2 separate regions of the Mus musculus genome follow, and region 1 is linked to region 2. The links are chromatin contacts, called in public HiChIP or PLAC-seq maps. All regions are on one chromosome and are shown on one strand. Each heading gives the region's core, a stretch centred on a gene start, on an enhancer-like site or on the middle of the called end of the contact. The rest is flanking DNA. Distances are from core to core; before and after follow the strand shown.

Region 1 (6,503 bases), core at 1,466-3,965, 170 kb before region 2:
GGCCCTGCCCAAGTGTTCCTGGAAGGGGAGGGGAGGTGGGAGGTTGAGGCTGGCTGGTTGCTAAGCACCCACGATGCTTCTTTTGATTCATAGCAAGCAGAGAAGCCATATCCAGGCTCAGGGGCCAGTGCTGTGTCTGTGTTTTAAGCTGCACACTTCAGCCACTCTCCGTGTTTCTCCAAGGGGGTGGCTTTAGCAGTAAGGATGCTCTCCATGGACACTGGTGGTAAGAGGGGGCCAGGGAAAGTTCACATTTTTAAAAAGTCTATTTTGTCCGGGCAGGGTGGCACACGCCTTTAGTCCCAGCACTTGGGAGGCAGAGGCAGGCAGATTTCTGAGTTCGAGGCCAGCCTGGTCTACAAAGTGAGTTCCAGGACAGCCAGGGCTATACAGAGAAACCCTGTCTCAAAAAACAAAACAACAAAAAGTTGAGCTGGTGAGATGGCTCAGCGGTTAAGAGCACCGACTGCTCTTTTAAAGGTCCTGAGTTCAAATCCCAGCAACCACATGGTGGCTCACAACCATCCATAACAAAATCTGATGCTTTCTTCTGGAGTGTCTGAAGACAGCTACAGTGTAATTACATATAATAAATAAATAAATATTTAAAAAAATTTTAAAGTATTTTGCTTTATTGATTTTACTTTATGTATGAGTGTTTTGCCTGAATGTATGTATGTGTATCATGGAGGCTAAACAAGTGTGTCAGATCCCCCAGAACTGGAGTTACAGTGGGCTGTGAGCTACCATGTACGTTCCAGGAACTGAACTCAAGTCCTGTGGAAGAGCAACAAGTGCTCTTAGCTGCTGAGCTGAGCCGTTGTCTTTCCAGCCCTGAGAGTTCACATTCTTATCTACATTGCTGCTGTTTTGCCAAGTCTGCAGTGTCCTGCCCCTTCTCTGTCCTGTATGACAGGGAACAAGACAGAGGAGGTTAGAAGCTCAGACAACGGAGGGCCAGCTGGGTCTTCTCTTTGACTGCCCATATGTCTCAGTTTTCTGTGTATAAAATAGAGATGCTCACAGTGACATTTTAAGATCTGTTGGCAATTCAGTATGTGTCCTTAGGTCTCGAGGGCAGTGCTCAGAACACAGGCTGAACCATGTGTATTGCCTCTTATTATTTTTGTTTGTTTGGTTGGTTTGGTTTTGCTTTTTATTTTTGAGACAGGATTTCTCTGTGTAACAGCCCTGGCTGTTCTGGACTCTGCTTTGTAGACCAGTCTAACCTTGAACTCACAGAGATCCACCTGCCTCTGCCTATCATCACTAGGACTAAAGGTATGCACCATTATGCCTGGCTGACTTTTCTTTTTGGAAGAGATGGGGCCTTGTTATATTGTCTAGGGTATTCCCCACAACTCCTGGGCCCAACTGACCCTCCTGCCTCAGCTTCCTAAAAAGGTGGGACTGTGTGCATGTGCCATCCTGTTGGCTGTAATTAGTTGTCATTGTTAGCCTTTCCACAATCATGTAGTCCTTCTCTTCACAACTGGCCTTAAAACTATCCCATTTCCTTCTCTGGGAAGCTTGCTCCCCTCTATCTCCATTCAACCCCCCCCACCCCAAGCCCTTCCCAAGAGCCCTTCCCAAGCCTCTTATTCTCCTGTCCACCTTGGCTGGGACCTATAGTCACACTTCTCCAAGCACCTCCATTCCTAGAGGCTGCCTGGTGATGCCCCAGAAGTCTGCTGACAGGTTATCAGATTTGGCCAGATCTTTTGGGTTTTGGGGGTAGTGTCTCTTGTAGCCCAAAGTGTCTTCAAACACAGTAAGTAGCTGAGGATGTCCTTGAATTCTCCATCTTCCCCCACCTCAGATTGCTGGGATTACAAACCAGACTAGTCAGGTCATTTTTCTGGTTTCTAACAGTTCCTCTCATCTGCATGAGCCTGGCTTGACTTTGATGGCTTTTCTGTCTCCTACAGTGGCCTGTACAGGACATGCGTATCCTCTAGGGAACTGGTGGTATATTGTCGTGGAGACAGCTTTTCTCAGAGGGACACAGAGCAGGTTGTCCCCACTGGGGTAGGTACATTGAATAGAAGAACAAGTGATTTTCCTAACAGTAAGTAATGTGTCTCCATCTTGAACTATTAATTCCTCTGTCTCACAGGCTCCCATACCTACCTTTCCACCCCAACCTCCCACCCCAACCCCTAACCCACCCAACCTCCCACCCCAACCCCTAACCCCCCCAACCTCCCACCCCAACTCCCAACCCTTCTAACCCCTCCATCCCGGCTCTTACTAGGAAAGCTACCTATCAAGTCTTCCCTCAGTCTGTCCAGTCGCAGCTGAGAGAACAGAGACTTAGGCATGGCAGTGAAAAAGCATCCCAGAATCCTCTGGTGCGGAGGAGGAGGCAGGAATCCCCTGAAGCAAACAGAGCGTGTGTATTTTGGAGAGAGGTCAGGGGGTGTCTGGAGGATGCAGGACCTCCCTGTAGGACAAATCAGGCCCAGTGGTTCTGGCAGCCTGGCATGTGTGTCTGCCCCGTGCTCCTGGGCCCTTCTGTTCAGGCCTGGCATCCCATGGAGGCTACATTCTGCTTAGGAGTTCGGAGCACAGACGGGGAGGCGGGCCTTGCAGAGAATCGATTTGCGGGACCAGCGGGGGCTTTCTCTTCCTCCTTACTTCCCAGATCTTTGATCTCTTGTCCTCCCTCCATAGTTCTGTTTCCCTGCTTTCTCCTTCTTCCGTGGCTGAATCACAGCAGGCTCTGTTGGGGGAGGGGGAAAGGGGTGTCAGTTCTTTGTCCTCTTGTGTCCTGTGACTGGGTGGGTCCTAGCCTCCAACTCAAGTCATGAGGCGCAGGGTTCTGGCTATGGTGGGAGTGGGGTCTCTCTCTCTCTCTCTCTCTCTCTCTCTCTCTCTCTCTCTCTCTCACACACACACACACACACACACACACACACACACACAAAGAATTCAGAGCATCAGCGAGACCATGCGGAAGACTGAGGTAGGGAGAATCAGGGGCGACGGAAAAAAAAGAGAATTCAGCAAATTAAAATTTTTACAACCATCCGGCAAGTCTGCAAAAATGTAGTTCCCTGCGGTCTTTCATTTATCTCATTATCTGACTCCTAATGTGCCGCTTCCCCCTTTCTTTTCTCGCCACACTTTGGTGCAAAATCTTATTAGCTTTTCTTTTTTTTTTTTTTTTTTTTTCTGGCAGGGGCTTCATATAGTCTTTTTCATTACATTTCCTAATAAAAGCAATCACTAGGATGGCACGGCTGGAGGATTAAAAAGCCACCTCAGCAGCCTCCTGGCTAGCAGAGCCTCAGCTCGGCTCAGGGCTCACTGTAGCCTTGTCAAGTCGCCAGGGGAAACAGGCCAGACCCGGAGGGATGGATCAGAGACACCCGGGTTAGACTGCGGAACATTCCAGGGCTGGGAGAGGAGCTACAACGGGCCGCCGAGTCACGATGTTAGAGAAGGGGGAAAAGCAGGAATGTTAGACACCAGTTCGTCAATCCAGCTAAGACCATCCACTTCCTCCCAAAATAAAAAGACTTTGAGCTTTGTCTTTGGACTCTGGCCCAAGCTGTCATGGATTCTTTTGAGTTACACTGTTGATGGCAACTATCAGCTTTTGAAGAAGGTAGAATGGATTTATTTGTCCAGGACTTTGTTAAAATTCTCAATAAACATTTAAGAGAAAATGTAGCATTTACTTATTTTTTTTGTTTTTTATTTTTGTTTTTTGAGACAGGGTTTCTCTGTGTAGCCCTGGCTGTCCTGGAACTCACTCTGTAGACCAGGCTGGCCTTGAACTCAGAAATCTGCCTGCCTCTGCCTCCTGAGTGCTGGGATTAAAGGCGTGCGCCACCACCGCCTGGCGCATTTACTTATTTTAAAGGTCACACTGTTATGTCACCTTTGCCCCGTGCCCACCTCCACGATTTTTTTTTTTTTTTTTTGGTCTTCCCGAAGGGAAATGCCATACCACCCGTTCCCTGCCCAGCCCCACGAACTTCATTTTTTCTTTTTACCTCAATGGAGCCTGCAGTCTAGATGGCCCTTGGAAATGGACTGTCCCTCATTCTGGGTCCTCATTGAGCACTCGGCACAATGTCCCCAGTGCTCACCGGGTTGTAAGAAAGGATAGAAAGTCACCCTACTTGCTTTGCTTCTGCTTTTAAAAAAGACTTATTTTTATTCATTCTAACCGTGTGCATGTGTGTGTTTGCATGTTTGCAAGTGTGTGCATGAGCCCACAGAGCCAGAGGTTCAGATACTCTGGGCTGTGGTACAGACAGCTGTGAGCTGCCTGATATAGGTGCAGGTCCTTTGGAAGAGCAGCCCGTGCTCTTCACTACTGAGCCATCTCCAGCCCCAGAAAGTGACCCCCTTGAAGGCTGAATGGTATTCCTTTGTAAGAATTGCCAACTTTTGTTTATGCTACCTTTTAAAAAAAAATTCCAGCCTAGCCAGATGGTGGTAGTGAAAGCAGGCAATGGTGACACACACCTTTAATCCCAGCGCTCAGGAAAGCAGAGGCAGGAGGATGCCTGTGAGTTCAAGGACAGCCAGGGCTAAACAGAGAAGCCCTTTCTCAAAAACCAAAAACCAAAAGACAAGAAAAAAAAAAACCCAGACTTAAAAATCTTTTCCATCAAAGGAAGTTGAAGAGGGGATCCTCCCAAAACCCTCTCACTAAGGTTGGCTTCTTCCTGCTCTTCCTGCTGCCCTGCCTCTGTGATGCTAATGACTAAACCGCTGCCCCATCTTTGACTGACTGAGCTCACTAAAGACTGACTGGGTTTGTTGCTTGGCTCAGATATTTGGTTTGGGGGAAGGGCTAAAAATGATAGAAAACTGGGTCTGACAAAGCAAGCAAAATAAGGAGAAAAAGTAAAATAAACCAAACTGCCTATAATAGACATTTTGTTGCCTGGGTTATAAACTGGCTCTAAAACTTTGTCCCATGTCACCCTGCAAGGTGATGTCACCTGCACTGAGGGCTGCCGGGCTTAGCCACACACACAACTTCTGGGGCCGGAAAAGGTTGGCTTAGAAGAGAATGACCATCATTTTGAAACATTTGGCTGGGTGTGATTAAAAATAAGGGTACATACAGCCTTTATTAAAAATAAAGGGTGTGATTGATGCATGCCTTTAATCCCAGCACTCAGGAGGCAGAGGCAGGTGGATCTCTGAGTTTGAGGCCAGCCTGGTCTACAGATTGAGTTCTGGGACAGCCAGGGCTACACAGAAAAACCCTGACTTGGAAAGTCAAAACAAATAAGCTGACAAATGCCAAATATAAGCGACTTTTAATGTCTTGTTTAGGGATCACTTGGGCCAGGCCTCATTGTTTGGCGTGTTCCCCTGTGCTTGGCTGGGACTGCATGAGCCGGTCACAGCCAGCAGTTTGCCAGGAGGACCTATGAGGAAGATGTGTCTCGCCAAGAGTGGGTCACCCCTAATCTCAGCTACCAGTTCAGCTAGTGGGGATTCTACCTTTAGTCTGTGAGAGCCTCTTACCCTTCACTTCTTTCCATTCTCCTCCGGGGCCTTTTTGGATCTAAATCTCTGCCAGCCCTTTCTCTGTCCCAGACGCTAGAGGCTGTCAGGAGCTTCTCAGACAGGAAGAGCCTGCAGGTCAGGCAGACAGCCTGACTGAGGGTTTCGCCTTCCCCTAGCCTGGGAGATAGACTCTGAAAGACAGGGTTGCTCTGATGAGAGATGCATTTTCTCTCCACCCAAGTGGAAGGCATTTTCCACACACTGTCACAGTTTGGCCTTCTGCTTATAACTGACAGACACCCTTCCCAGTCCCTTTACACATTTCCAGATTCTGCCTTTTCTCATCTGGAGAGGCTGCCCCTCCCTTGGGTGTTTTTTTGTTTCCTTGGCTCCTTATCAATCAACCAGAGGCAAACCCCGGGTGAGCAACTGCAGTAACCAGCAGCTGCCAGGGCAGTAGGAACTTCAATTCTGGCCCTGACGTTTATAAATGTGGCACAGAATACCAGGAGGGACTGGAATAAATCAAATCGCTTCCTCAAGGGTCCCCAGGGTTGCTTTAGACTTTCTTCCCACCAGGGGTTGGCGTCTTCTCTGTCTTTGCAGGAGTGGGAGCGTGGAGCATGGCACTGTGCAACACAAAATGAACCACAGTTTTCGCCCTTGCTTCACAGAAGACCCCACTGGTACATGGAGAGAGGCTGGGAAGAGGTCCTGTGTGGGAGGATGCTCGCTCTGCCGAGACATAGGCTCTTCGTTTTCATATCCGAAAATTAGGTTTTTAATTTTTTTGTTTTGTTTTTGAGACAGAGTCTCCATTGTGTAGTCCTGGCTGGCCTGAAACTCAATAAGTAGACCAACCAGGCTGGACTTCAAGTCTTTTAGAGGTCTACCAGCCTCTATGTACATGCATGCATGCCTGCTTAGCTGGGCATGTTGGCATACATAATGCTATCACCTGGGAGTCTTGAGACAGGAGAATCAACTGCAAGTGAGGCCAGTCCAGGCAACATGACAAAACCTTA
Region 2 (6,099 bases), core at 3,462-5,961:
ACTTCAATATATATCACACACAAACACACCCCACATCACACACTCACACAGAACATATAAACACACCATATCACACAAATGCACATATGTCACACATGCACACACATCCTACATATACATACCACATCACACTTATATGTATACACATAGACACATGACAACATAACACATATATACACATCATACATATGTACACACAACCTCTCTCTCTCTCTCTCTCTCTCTCTCTCTCACACACACACACACACACACACACACACAGACTGCTTATTTCTGCCTGATGATAGATTCCTTTTCTTCTATAGCAATAGAATTCTTTCTTTATAGCTAGGCATTGTCCACTCATATAAAGGCCTCACTTCCCAGCTTGCTTTTCAGCTGGCTGTGGCCATGTGACCTATACTCTCCTGAATGCTGGAATTCATGATCACGATTCAGCAAATTTCAGGCAGGCTCAGCTGGACAATTTATTTGCTCCTTGTGCTATTGGCTGAGGTCATTCAGTGCCATTTGTCTAGGGCATGGAGGCCATACCGTGACCACTCATATGTCTGACATCCCTGCAGGAACCACTAACAGACTCCAGTGGACCTGTCAGTTGTGGCCTCTCCAACATGAAAGCCCAGGAGACACCGCCTTCTTATCCAGCTGCTCAGGACTCCAAAAGGAACTGCTCCAGCAAGAGAAAGGGGGGGGGTGCTGGAGAGATGGATGGCTCAGCAGTTAAGAATGCCAACTGCTTTTCCGAAGGTCGTGAGTTCAAATCCCAGCAACTACATGATGGCTCACAACCATCTGTAATGAGATCCGATGCCCTCTTCTGGGATGTCTGAAGACAGCTACAGTGTACTTACATGTAATAAATAAATATTTAAGAGAGAGAGAGAGAGAGAGAGGGAGAGAGAGAGAGAGAGAGAGAGAGAGAGAGCTGAGTAGTCCCTTTGCCCCTTTGCATCTGAGTTTCAGAAGCCACTTGGTACCACTTCTGCCTACCATCCTGGACATACTCTATGTACCCAATCAGCTCAAAAGGGGACTGTCAAATAATTTGCAATCTGTTTCTTTTTTAAATCGTGTGCTTCTCTCTCCTCCCTCCAGGCCCTTCCTCGTGTGTTATTTGTATGTATGTGCATGCACCTGTGTTAGAACGGGTGTATGAGTACCACAGTCTGGGCACCGTCCACCTGTGGAGATATCAGTCCTTACCATCATGTTGTTGGAGACAGCATCTCCTTGTTGTCTGAGACATTCACCAGTCTAGCTGGCCCTTGAGGGGAATAGACTGCCTCTGCCTCTGATCTTGCTGGAGAAGCAGCATCGCAGCCGCACCACCCCAGCTTCTAGGCAGGTTCCAGGGGTTCAAGCCCAGGTCCTCACACTGTGCAGCAAGTGCTTTACGCACTGAGCCACCTCTTTAGTCCACATATTTGTTTTTGTTTTTAATATTTAGTTATTTATTTTCACTGGGCACATGGCACATGCCTTTAATCCCAGCACTTGGGAGGCAGATCTCTGTGAGTTTGAGGCCAGCCTGTTATACAGAATGAGTTCCAGAACAGCCAAGAGTACACAGAGAAACCCTGACTCAAAAAACAGAAACAAACAAACAAATGGTTTATGTATTTTCATTTTATATACATGGGTGGTTTGAGATGGAGAGATGGCTCGATGGTTAAGAGCACTTGCTGCGCTTCCAGAGAACCCAGGTTTGCTTCTCAGCGCCAACATGGAGGCTCACGACCAATGTAACGCCAGTTCCAAGGGATCCAAAGTCCTCTCACGACCATGGAGGCTCATGACATGGTGTACATACGTGTACATATATACACACAGGCAAAACACTATAAAATAAAAATAAAGGATGAAAATTATGTGTATGGCTGTTTTGCCTGCATGCATATGAAGGCTCTATGTGCATACAGTGCCCACAAAGATCAGACAGAGAGGGCATCAGATCTCCTGGAAGGAGTTACAGAAAGCTGTGAGCCACATCACCCAGATCCTTGACAAAACCTACAAGTATGCTTAACCACTGAACCATCCAATCCAACAACCAAACGCTAAGCAAGAGCATACCATTTAGATTGGACACTAAATAAGAGAAAAGAATGAACCTTGAACTGATTTACACCACTGGTTATCTTACCTGTCTCTCCTGTCCTACCTCACACACCCGTGTACACAGATGTTCTCCCAAGAGAAGTGCATTTGGCCCACATGACTGGAGGAATCAGCAGACACTGCAATGCCACAGGATGGTTTCCGTGTGCTCACAGCAACTCACCCAACATACCTCAGGCAGCAGCTGCCTCTCCAACACTCGCACCACCCTGCCCTCTGCTCCTCCAGCCCAGCACTCCTTGCTGGATCCTTGCTCGCACCTACTGTGATCAAAGACATCTTTGTCTATATCATCCTTGTCTTGGTCAACCCATACCATCATGGTTCTCTTAGCACCAAGCTCGGGGCTCCAGATAATATCTGAGCAGGTTCGTGTTATACAAATAGCCTTCAGTTGACGCTGTGGGCTGCTGGAGATTGGAGATGAGTGTAGAGTCCTGAGTCTGGTTAGAAGCCTGCTCCAGCCAGACCTCAGTTAATGGGTTGACTGAAATGGGATGAGAGCAGGAGCCAGATTGGCAGATGCTGACAAAGGTGGGAAGATGGAGAGAAGCAGGAGGTAGAGATAGCACCTGAGTTTCTGATCTGGAGAGCGGACTTAAGTGGGGTCACCATTTGCTGAGAGAAGAGATGGAGGAGGCTCAGGCAGATGATAATAAAAACCTCAGTGTGATCTCCGCTGAACTGCAAGGGGGTGGGTGGGGAAGCCAGAAGATAGCCAGTGCAAAGTCAAGGGATACAAAGACAGTGAAATGACAGTAGGTGCTCAGATGCACCCCACCTTGAGAGTTGATGGCTCCTCTGAAGTGAAGGCTCTGGGTTTTTCTTCAAAGCCTGTAAGTCTCTCTCCCTTTGCCAAGTCTGGAAGGAATCAGCCTCCAGGACAGGAACCAGGCTGGAAGGTGCCAGATGAGAATCTCCCCAGTGTCCTCAGTGTGTGCTGACAAGAAGGCGCTCCCCTTGCCTCCCAGTCTTCTGTTGTGTTGTAAATATGAGAGGATGGGCACCTCAGACCTTCCGGTTCTCTTCAACCCTTGTATTGCATTGTTATTATTCAAACTATGATTATGATTATATATATGTATGTGTATATGTATATATATATGTGTGTGTATATGTATATATATAAGTATATACATGTATATGTGTATATATATATATATATATATATATATATATGTATGTGTGTGTGTATATATATGGGTGTTTTTCTTTTTTTCTTTGTTTCTGTTTCTGTTTTTTTTTTTTTTTTGATTATTTGTTTTTTCAAGATAGGGTTTCTCTGTATAACCCTGGCTGTCCTGGAACTTGCTCTGTTGTGGAAAATATTAATTGGGAATTTCTACTCCTTTCTGCTTTTGATCATTCAGTTTCCAGATGAAAGACACAACACCTTTACATTTATAGTAAGCCTTAACAGCACTAGAGCTGAGCAGATACCAGCCCTCTAAGCTATTTTGTCTACTTCCCTGTCAATAAAGCCCAGATGTGACTTGCCATGTTCTGCCTGGGCTGTTCTTACAATGACTGGCCCACGGCCAGTTCTTCTGATCCCTTACTCCATGGTGTCTTCCTCTCTTCTCTCTCTCCTCTTCCTCCAGCCTCTGCCTCAGACCCTAATCCCTAGAAACCAGAGATCCACTACCTCTCTTCTGCCCAGCTATAGGCATCTTTATTCAACTAATAGTTTTAAATTAAGGAGCAGGGTTACATAGCATCACTTGGTACATGAGGATTTCCTTGTCCCTGAGGCAACCAGGTCTTGGGGACCAGTATTTAGCATTATGATACATGGCAACATACCAAACCTCAACACTGGAGATCAGGCAGGTCTCAAACTCAGAGATCTACCTGCCTCTGCCTCCCCCCCCCCCCCCCCCCCCCCCCCCCCCGACCTCAAGTCCTGGGGTTAAAGTGCATCGCCACTGCCTGTTTTTTGAGCATGCATGTTTGCATACCACTTCCATGCCTGAGTAGCCAGAAAGCCATCAGTTTTCCTGGATTGGAGTTATAGACGGTGTGAGCCAGAATGTGGTGCTGAGAACCCAGTCCGAGTTGTCTGGAAGAGCAGCCAGTGTGCTCATCTCTGAGCTGTCTCTCTAGCCCTATAATTATGATTTTGGCTAAGGTTAAATTATTTTAAATTAAATGCAGGGTACAAGACACTAATCCCATTCCCCTACCTTCTCCCCACCTCAAAAAAGAAAAGAGAAGAAAAAGTCTATCAGCAGAAGCAAGCTAATTGCTGGAGGACCCTGACAGGTGAGCCACATGCTAAATGTTTTGTTTGTTTGTTTGTTTGTTTGATTGGTTTGGGCTTTTTTGGGGAGGGGTGTTGCTTATTTGTTTGTTTTGTTTTGTTTTTTGAAGCTTGCTCTGTAGACTAGGCTGGCCTTGAACTTACAGAGATATACCTGCCTCTGCCTCCGGAGTGCTATGATTAACAGTGTGAGCAGGGACTACTGGGCCCCTTCTAAGCTCCTAAATCACTCCGTTTCTCTTTTCTCCATTCCCGGACCAGGTTCCTCGGTTACCCACTGCTCCAAAGGCCCTATTCAGGCCTCAAGGTCACCTCCTGCCATTCCAGTCATCTCTGTTGAAAAGGTATTTTGTTTTAAGTTATCTACATTTCTTTGGGCAGGTATGAGCACAGTGCAGATGCCTATGGAAATCAGAAGCGCTGGGTCCCTCTGGAGCTGGAGTTGCAGGTGGTTGCTGGGAACCAAACCTCCGTTCTCTGCTCTTAACTGCTAAGACAGATTGCCAGCCCTTCCTGCTATCTTCTTAAAAACCGGTTAGGGTCAGGCACTTGGGAGGCAGAGGTAGGGAAACTGCTACGTGTTCAATACCATCCTGGGCTACATAATGAGACCCTATTTCCTCCCTCAGAGAAATACAAAGAAAAGGAATGAAAATTAGCATTATACTTTCATTCTTTCTTTTTTTTTCCATTCCTTTTTTAAAAGATTTATTTGTTTACTTTATGCATGTGAGTACACAGTCTCTATCTTCAGACACACCAGAAAAGGGCATCGGACCCCCATTACAGATGGTTGTGAGCCACCATGTGGTTGCTGGGAATTGAACTCAGGACCCCTGGAAGAACAGCCAGTGCTCTTAACCGCTGAGCCATCTCTCCAGCCCTTTTTTTACATTCTTTATTTTTCTACTTCCCCTACTAGAAGAAACATTATTTATTTGGAGTTTTGTTTTGTTTGTTCATTTGTTTGTTTGTTGAAACAGTTTGTCTCTATGTAACCTGGCTGTCCTGAAACACAACAGATTAGGTTGGTCTTGAACTCATAGAGATCCTCTTGTCTTTGCCTCTCAAGTGCTGGGATTAAAGACATTTTCCACCCCACCCAGTTTACCCCTACCTCACCCTGCACTTTTAAAGTGTGGAAGAGAGAGAGAGAGAGAGAGAGAGAGAGAGAGAGAGAGAGAGAGAGAGAGAGAGAGAGAGGGAGAGAGAGAGAGAGAGAGAGAGAGAGAGAGAGAGAGAGATGCTTCCAGGGACTCTTTATGCAAATTGATTGCTTCACTGCTCACAGCAATTCTAAGAGCTAGATGTGTGTTTGTATCAGCCTAGAAGATAATAATGGATTGTAAATTAACTAAATTGATAGAGATTGATAGTTAACATGGTCAAAAACACTGTTGAGCCCAAGTAGTGTGAATACAGACAGTCCTAGCTGCAGGGCTGTTGGCATTGTTTAACACAAAATTCCCAAGTTCCATCCCCACAGAGTCTAACTAAGCCTGAGAGAACAAGCAGGGTCGATTTTTAACTGCACTTTCCATGGACCACGCTTTGAAAACTCTCATCTTTTCTTCTAGCAAAAGTCTTTCCTATGCCTCTGATCCCTCTTCCCCAAGGAGCTTGCTTTCCACTCTGGCTGGGAATGCTGATGCTCTGAAGCCTGACGTACGCCCCCTGGTGGTCAGAGACGAAAGATCAGGAGGATAGCCAGTAGGATC

The links. HiChIP or PLAC-seq counts read pairs in DNA pulled down with a chosen protein or histone mark.
Region 1: a contact with region 2 is called in an H3K27ac HiChIP or PLAC-seq map of embryonic stem cells, with 5 read pairs. The contact joins two enhancer-like sites. A contact is called at or near these places in 1 of 39 promoter capture datasets (macrophages), 4 of 484 Hi-C or Micro-C datasets (CD8 T cells, bone marrow-derived macrophages, double positive thymocytes and 1 more), 3 of 115 datasets of contacts at active chromatin or transcription factors (bone marrow-derived macrophages, embryonic stem cells and intestinal villus epithelium) and 2 of 9 other capture datasets (liver and pancreatic islet).

What each region holds. Positions count from the first base shown.
Region 1 is chr11:77,903,108-77,909,610 of GRCm38.p6, reverse strand. It overlaps Gm29979 (a long non-coding RNA gene), which reads right to left. Exons shown (of 4, transcript XR_388869.4): 4 at 2,373-2,722. Among named protein-coding and RNA genes, the nearest start is that of Gm29979, 9.4 kb to the right of the region's middle. RefSeq lists an enhancer at 1,883-3,601. Within about 2 kb of position 2,715, at least 24 of the 459 cell types and tissues checked have an H3K27ac peak or open chromatin away from gene starts, as enhancers often do. A contact at or near this core is called in embryonic stem cells, where this site is marked.
Region 2 is chr11:77,737,428-77,743,526 of GRCm38.p6, reverse strand. No RefSeq gene overlaps it. Among named protein-coding and RNA genes, the nearest start is that of Cryba1, 15 kb to the right of the region's middle. Within about 2 kb of position 4,711, at least 9 of the 459 cell types and tissues checked have an H3K27ac peak or open chromatin away from gene starts, as enhancers often do. A contact at or near this core is called in embryonic stem cells, where this site is marked.